Regions from separate parts of the Hordeum vulgare genome. Here region 2 is linked to region 1. Evidence: chromatin contacts called from public Hi-C data. All regions are on one chromosome and are shown on one strand. The core of a region is the stretch at or near the end of the contact, and the rest is flanking DNA. Distances in the headings are between cores, read along the strand shown.

Evidence for each region. Hi-C and Micro-C count contacts between places; a contact is called where the count stands out from the background.
Region 2: a Hi-C map of leaf shows a contact between it and region 1, with 5 times the contacts expected there. The contact joins the promoter of LOC123447924 here to the enhancer-like site in region 1. A contact is called at or near these places in 2 of 6 Hi-C or Micro-C datasets (leaf and seedling).

Annotation. Positions count from the first base shown.
Region 1 is chr4H:72,888,997-72,892,501 of MorexV3_pseudomolecules_assembly, forward strand. No RefSeq gene overlaps it. Among protein-coding and RNA genes, the nearest start is that of LOC123447924, 93 kb to the right of the region's middle. Within about 2 kb of position 2,060, at least 3 of the 3 cell types and tissues checked have open chromatin away from gene starts, as enhancers often do. A contact at or near this core is called in leaf and seedling, where this site is marked.
Region 2 is chr4H:72,981,924-72,985,340 of MorexV3_pseudomolecules_assembly, forward strand. LOC123447924 (probable receptor-like serine/threonine-protein kinase At5g57670) reads left to right here and starts at 1,698. Exons shown (of 12, transcript XM_045124651.1): 1 at 1,698-2,156; 2 at 2,359-2,456; 3 at 2,956-3,077; 4 at 3,178-3,314; 5 at 3,404-3,417. The coding sequence starts at 1,934.

The sequences.
Region 1 (3,505 bases), core at 810-3,309:
CCGCGCGAGGAAGTTGCTCCGGCCGCCGCCGCCCCGCCGCCCCCCGCGCTCCGGCCGCCGCCCCGGCCCCGGCCCCGGCCCCGCCGCCCCTCTGCGCCCAGGCCCCGGCCCCGCGCTCCATCCGCCGCCGTCGCGCCCGCCGAGCCCCCGCCCGCCGCCGCCGCGCCTGCCGCCGCCCCCCGCGCTCCAGCCGCCGCGCCCCCGCCCGCCGCCGCCGCCCCCCGCGCTCCAGCCGCGGCCGCCGCCGCCGCGCCTGCCGCGGCCGCCCGCCGAGAGGGGCCGCGGCGCCCGGCGGAGCTCCACCGCGCGGTACGCGAGACGGCCTCGTCCAGGCAGCGCGAGCGTGAGCTCCTCCGCGGCTGAAGTCATTTTTGTATCCTCTGTTCCTCTGCGTGCATGTTCATAGTGTTCAAAACTAGGCTATAAGGGTTGGGTTTGAGGGTTCTAGTCTTTGCCTCTGTTTTCAACCCTTAAAAGTGTCAAAAATGACCAATTCTCAACCCTTAAAACTGATTTTGGATTTAAGGGTTTGAGGGTTCTACTAAAGATGCTCTAAGTACAACTCACACACAACACTGCTGGCCACACGCGGCCCAGTACAGCCCATGGGCTAAGCCGAACACACTCACGGTCGTCTCTCCCTACTTATCACTGATTTACGTTCTTCTCAAAACAAGTCACTGATTTACGTTTTTTGTTTTGTTTAAGAAAGGATTGACTTATAAGTGGAGGGGACAGACGTAATCTCAGCTGTGCATGGGCTGTAACTAGGAGCCCCGACACGCGGAATCTCCAGAGACGACACGTACGTTGCTCCGTGCGTGCTGCCTCTCAACCAGCGGTCACATGTACGTTAGCGGTGAGGTGGCCATGGCCATGGACCTTCGTCAGTCCACCGACCCCCGTCCGTAATGGCATCTCTTAGCTGTGGTGTTCCTTCGGTTCAGACGTTCACAGTCGTTGGATCACAAATCACGTATGAATGATGAACCCAAGCAATTAACTCCAAGCAAGGGAGAGAATGATTAGGATTAGAAGCTGGCTGGTTGGAGCCAGGGATCTCACCTCGTCTATCTATATACTACGTAAGTTGACCTGCTAATACAGCGGTGTCCTGAAACCAGTGGCATTATCCAATGCTAATTCTGTACCCGGCTAGCTCGTGCTTAGGAAAGGATGGTGGTGGATCATAAGTCTAATTAGTTGCACGGTCGATTCACCGTCCAGGTCCCTCAATCAAACGGAACAAGATGCTGCAGGGTGCAGCAGCAGGCTCTGTTGAGGTGTGAGCTGTGTCTGTCTCCTCCTGCCCCAGCCGAGATAGCAGAGAAACCTCGTGGCAATGGCCATGCACACGTGCGCGCGTGCTGCGCAGCTAACCAACGAATAATTAGCCTAATAAGCATCTCATTCTCACCTGTATATCCAGCTAGGTCAACGCATTCGGATTTCTGTGATCATGCGCGCGGTCAGTTGGAGATACTGCTACGTGCCAATATTGCATGGCCAGCTTGCCTCTGCATGGTTCCAAATGAAGGTGATGCTGATTTTGTATGTTGTATGAGATACCGAGTACTGATTTTGTACCAGCTGCCACGAAAGCAGGCGTGGCCTAGAGCAATATAATCCGACCGGCAGGGACCAGGGAGAAGTAGGGGTTCGAAAAATTGGTACGCCCGTACGTGTACATATGCATGTTACGGTTGATTTTTTTTTTTTTTGAGATACATGTTACGGTTGATTGATGGCATTGTCATCTGACCCACCGGGTGGATCAAACCTGATTAACAAAGGGTGCAAACTTGAGTAAAAGAAAAGTCGTAAGAGTACAATTAAGTAACCCATCGCCATCAGTATTCAAACTTGAACCTGTTAGTTATTAATTATCAATCTCCGTCGAGTCGCAGCCTTGAAAACGAACCAAAACCCGCACGTACGTCGGGATGAAAAACGTAGCCACGGACTAATCACGGCCGGGTTCACGCACGCTCACCGTCGCGATCACGGCCCCCCTCTAAGCTGCTATGATCACACGCGCGACGCGATCATAGCTCAAGTAAATTAATGGACGACGAAGTAAAATTTAATTAGACGATCGACAACGCCTCCTCGGAGCAGGGCACGGTCGCGTGGCCGCATGGAGCGAGCTCGCTCGTACGTGCGTGTATCCATAATCCATGGGATGGAGTGGACCGGCCGGCGAGCGACAGAGACAAGCTGACGACGACGAGGAGGTCCGGTCCAGCACGCGCGCGGACGGACGCAGAGAGAGAGAGAGAGAGGGAGAGCCAAGAGCCATTTAATGAGGTTGGCGCGGTGGGTCTGACGCCGGAGATGGCGACGGCTAGCGGCGCGTCACGTAGGGCCAGGGCCGGCCTACTGCCCCTTTCCGGGGCCTTGTCACTTAGGAGTACGTACGACGTTCCACGACCTTCAGACGTCGACCGTTCGGACGGAGTTCGTTGCTTGAAGGCCACACCCATTTCGTCTCTCGAGAGTTGCGTCGATCGGCTGCTCGACGATCACAAAAATAGGACACGGCTGCATTCTGGAAATGCCATGATACGCGTCGCTCTCCGATGCCGGTTGATTGATGCACTGACGTCGTAGCGGTAATAGTTAAGTCGGATTAGGTTCCGCTGTCTTTCTTCCAAAATCGTCCAAGTCCATCCACAATACAAAAATGCCGAGGAGCCGGCTCCTCCGTTACTTTCTAAGGCAGCTCTCGTGCATGAGGCGTGTGGGACAGTCGACTGGCGGGAAGCCTACGTCCAACTGCGCGCGCGAGGCTGTGCCGCCTAGACCCTAACCCTAGTCGGCCGCGGTCACGGGCTCACGGTGGTGCGTCCAGTGCCCGGCGGCAAGACGGGAGAGAGTTTCCCAGCTTGTAAATAAATGGAGATATAGAAACCAAATATATTTCTGCAGCCTTCTTTTCCAAATATAAAAACCAAGACGTGCCACCGGCTAGCAAAACGTACCACTATGTCCTACCTAGGCGGCTAGCCTTGCATGTTTTCTAAGCAAACGTATAAAAGGGGAAAGTTGGAAGTCTCTTGATCTTGTAACATACCTACTCTCTGCTAGTATCATTGCAGGTAAATTTATATAGGTTGCTAAACAAACCTTCTCAAACCTGACAAAACGTCAACGTATGAATCACTAAACATATATATACATGTTATATTTCATAGTGTAGACTTGGTTTTATACAATGCAACATGTTTTAAGATTATATGGGTGTGGCGAACCAACACGTGTGATTGGATGATTAGAGAAACAGTGCTATCCCAGCCCAATAGGGTTCAAGTCCTCGTGCTTACATTATTTCTGAAATTACTTCAGGATTTTCGTAGTACACATTCAATGGTAGGAGACGTTTCCGTCGACGACGGGACATCTAAGATGACTTCGTAAATTTCAAGATAATATATCGTCTCTGTTTGTTGGACGTGCTCATAGTGATAGGGTGTGCCTATCTGCATTAATAGGGATGAATGTATGT
Region 2 (3,417 bases), core at 448-2,947, 93 kb after region 1:
TACCTCATGGTGTATATGGTGCACACTCTCTCATACTGATATGGTGGTGTATGTTGGTGGACACTCCCTCCCACTACTATTTCGACCGTCGGTGATGGCCGCTCCTCCCTTCGTCCCCATGTGCCTTACCAAAATCTCTAGCACGCGGGAACGAAGGAGGAAGCGCCCACCACGATAACAGTCTGGATTCTTCCTGTGATACTTCAACCATCGATGTTGGTCGCTTCCTCCTCTTATTGCTGGAATGACATCTAATTCCTATTCTGACAAAATTTTGGCATAACCTTTTCTAAAAACAGAACATTTCTAGTGCTTGAAATTTGCCGGAACGGAAATGAATCAACATTCAGGCAAAACATCGGCCAGTCAGAGGTTTCAATTTCATTTTTATTTTCATTGTCATTTTCATTTTCATTTATTCACATGTTCAAACCATTCTAAAAGACAACCCGAACTACCATCGTTTAAAATTACATTCTATTCTAATACTAGTTAAATCAAGTGTGGAATAGATTTTTCTACCAACTATATTTTTAACTAATTGAGTAAATTAGAAACTAGAAACTAACAGGATCAACTATAAACTAGAAACTAGAAACTAGAAAGTACTACTACATCTACATCTACTACTACATATACTATACTTAAAACCAGAAATTAGAAACTGAAAATTCCTATACCTAAAACATTACTTAATTAGGAGAGAGGAGGTGGGAGGAGTGGGGAGTGAAGAGGAGGAGGAGGAGGGAGGAGGGCAACAGGAGGAGGGAGAGAGGATGACAACATAAGGAAGGAAGAGAGAAGAAGAAGAGAGAGGAGGGCGGTCGAAGGAGGAGGGAGGAGGGAGGAGGCTGGTCATAGGAGGAGGGGAGGAGGGAGGAGGGGAGGACGGCTGCGGGAGGAAGGAGGAGGTATGAGAGAGGAGGGCGATGAGAGGAGGAGGGAGGGAGATACCTCGGGAGTGACGGTGGCAGCGGTAGGACGGTGGAGGTGGTGGGTGAGGGCGACGACAGTGGCGGCGGGGTGTGGCAAGAGCGTGAGAGGGGGAGTGAGAGAGACAGGAAACGAGCACGGGGAAGGGGGTGTGGATAAGGTGACACTAGTAGTAGCGCCGGTTGTCGCACCGCACTATTGCGAAGCACTATAACAGTAGCGCGTGTCTGTGGCCCATCGCTACTGCTACGGGCAGTCCCGATGGGTGACGATGTGACCCCTTAGCAGTAGCGTCGTCTCCGGTACCCGCACTGCTAGTATATAACTACCTGCAGCGCCTCTTCTTACACCGAGCTACCCCTAAGTAGCAGTAGTGTCCTCAGCAAAAGCACGCTACTCATAAGCCTCTTCGTATAAGGTTTTCTCTAGTAATATTAATTCTTGCCTTATCAGTTACAACGGCACGTCTACGACTTATTCTGCGGCGGTAGTGATTGTTCGTTGGTGTTTGAATCTCGGTCTAACTTTTATTATGTTTGGGATGCTTTTTTAATATATAATAGTAGATCTAATGCTTTAAAAAAACTAAAATTACAATTTTTGTGTCAGTTCATAGCAGACACCATAAACTGGCATTGATTTACAACAAACAGTTACAAATCACTTCCCCCAAAACGGTTATAAAGCGCTAACTTTTCGAGGAATAAGTTAGCAAACCAATTAAGCATGTCTCTCAGCGCCGTTAAGATTGTCTTGTACTTAACCGCGTCCCAGCAAACAAAAAAAGAGTACAAAGCCGCATAAAACGCAGGCCCCCTCCCCTCGGATCGTCGTCCTCCCCACACTCCCCCACGCCCCCCGATACAACACAACGCTCCTCTCTCCGCGCTCCGCTCCCCCCCATCTCTCTCTGTCCTCCGCGGCAAGTCAAGTGGAACGTGAACCAAAAGGCAGCGGAGGGAGAGCGCCGGAGGCGGAAGGCAACGTGACGCCGCCCGCCATGAGGCTCCTCGTCCCCGACGGCGCGCGGCAGCACCCGGAGGCCGCGGCCGCGACGACGCCGCGCCGGCACCGCCCGTCGCCCGAGGACGCGGCGGGGGGCAGCGGGAGGACGGTGGCGGTCGGGATCAGGTGGGATGCCGCCAGCCGCGAGCTCCTCACCTGGGCGCTCGTCAAGGTCGCCAATGCCGGCGACCGCGTCGTCGCCCTCCACGTCGCCGCCGGTGCGTCCCCCCTTCTCCACTCCACGACCCGGCGCCCGACGGTCACCCGTCTCTCCGATTTTCTCGCCCTCGGTTTATACCAAACCAAGTTCCGCGTTGCAGATTCTGTTCCTAGGACCAATTCGTGTTCCGCGCTTTCGAAAATTTTCCTTCGGTTTTGTTATGAGATTAACATCCTCTTTTTTCTGCCCTTTTTTTTCAGGAGGCGGAGGAGGGGCCGGACTGGAGGAGAGGAGGAAGGCCGCGGATTCGCTCGCGTCGGTGCTCGCCGTGTACGACGGCTTCTGCAACCTCAAGCAGGTCCGTCCGTCCGCTCGCCCCTGCTTCGCGAAACGCTCTCTATTTTTGCTACGAGTACTACTTTATTATTCGCGAGAGTGACTTGCGGACCTCTATTCAATGGCTGCGGTTCAAAGCACTTGCCTTTTTCGTCACGGAGAGCTCCCAATTTGACCCGTCATTAATTCATGGTCCATTCGATTTTAGCTCAAACTTAAAACTTCCCACCTCTTCCGTAGTACTAGTACTGTTTTGATGGTGACAATAGCTTACCAGGTGGTCCAACTTTTGTTGTTTCGTTATAAGTTTTGGCAGCTTGAAATTTTGACAACTCTTAGTTTTCACCTCCAACCATTAAAATTTACTGCCAATGTTTGTCGAGCTGCAAAAGGTTCAGGGGGCAGGACTTTGTAGCCCTTTGATCCTACCACCGGGAATTTGCCTCAAAATCAACTCTCTCTTTTAAAGTTTTTTCCCCTAAAAATTCTCATCACTTTGTTGGTCCACTTACATTTGGCAGATCAATTTGGAGCTCAAGGTCTGTGGGGGATCGTCTATCCGGAAAACTCTGGTTAAAGAAGCGGCTTCATGTGGTGCTGCGCATCTGATCCTCGGTGTCGCAAAGAATTCTCGGTCTTTTGGGTACTGAATTTGGCACATTCTCCGCTCCTTGTTGCTAAACTGGTCCAGATTAGTTTGTTCCTCATATTAGTGTCCTTGTTTCTTTCCAAATATATATCAGATCCTCCTCCACTTCAGTTGCCAAGTACTGTGCAAAGAGAGTTCCCACGAGTTGCTCGGTTCTTGCTGTCAACAATGGCAAGATTATTTACCAAAGAGCTGCGGCACACGAAGAACCATTCAATAGCACTAGCGCACGTAAGTCAATCAAACCATATTTCTTGCATTTGTTAGTTTCCTGGTCTCTGGTTGCCATGAGTATGTTTAACCCTGTAATTGGAATGCAGCCGAGACGCCAAGG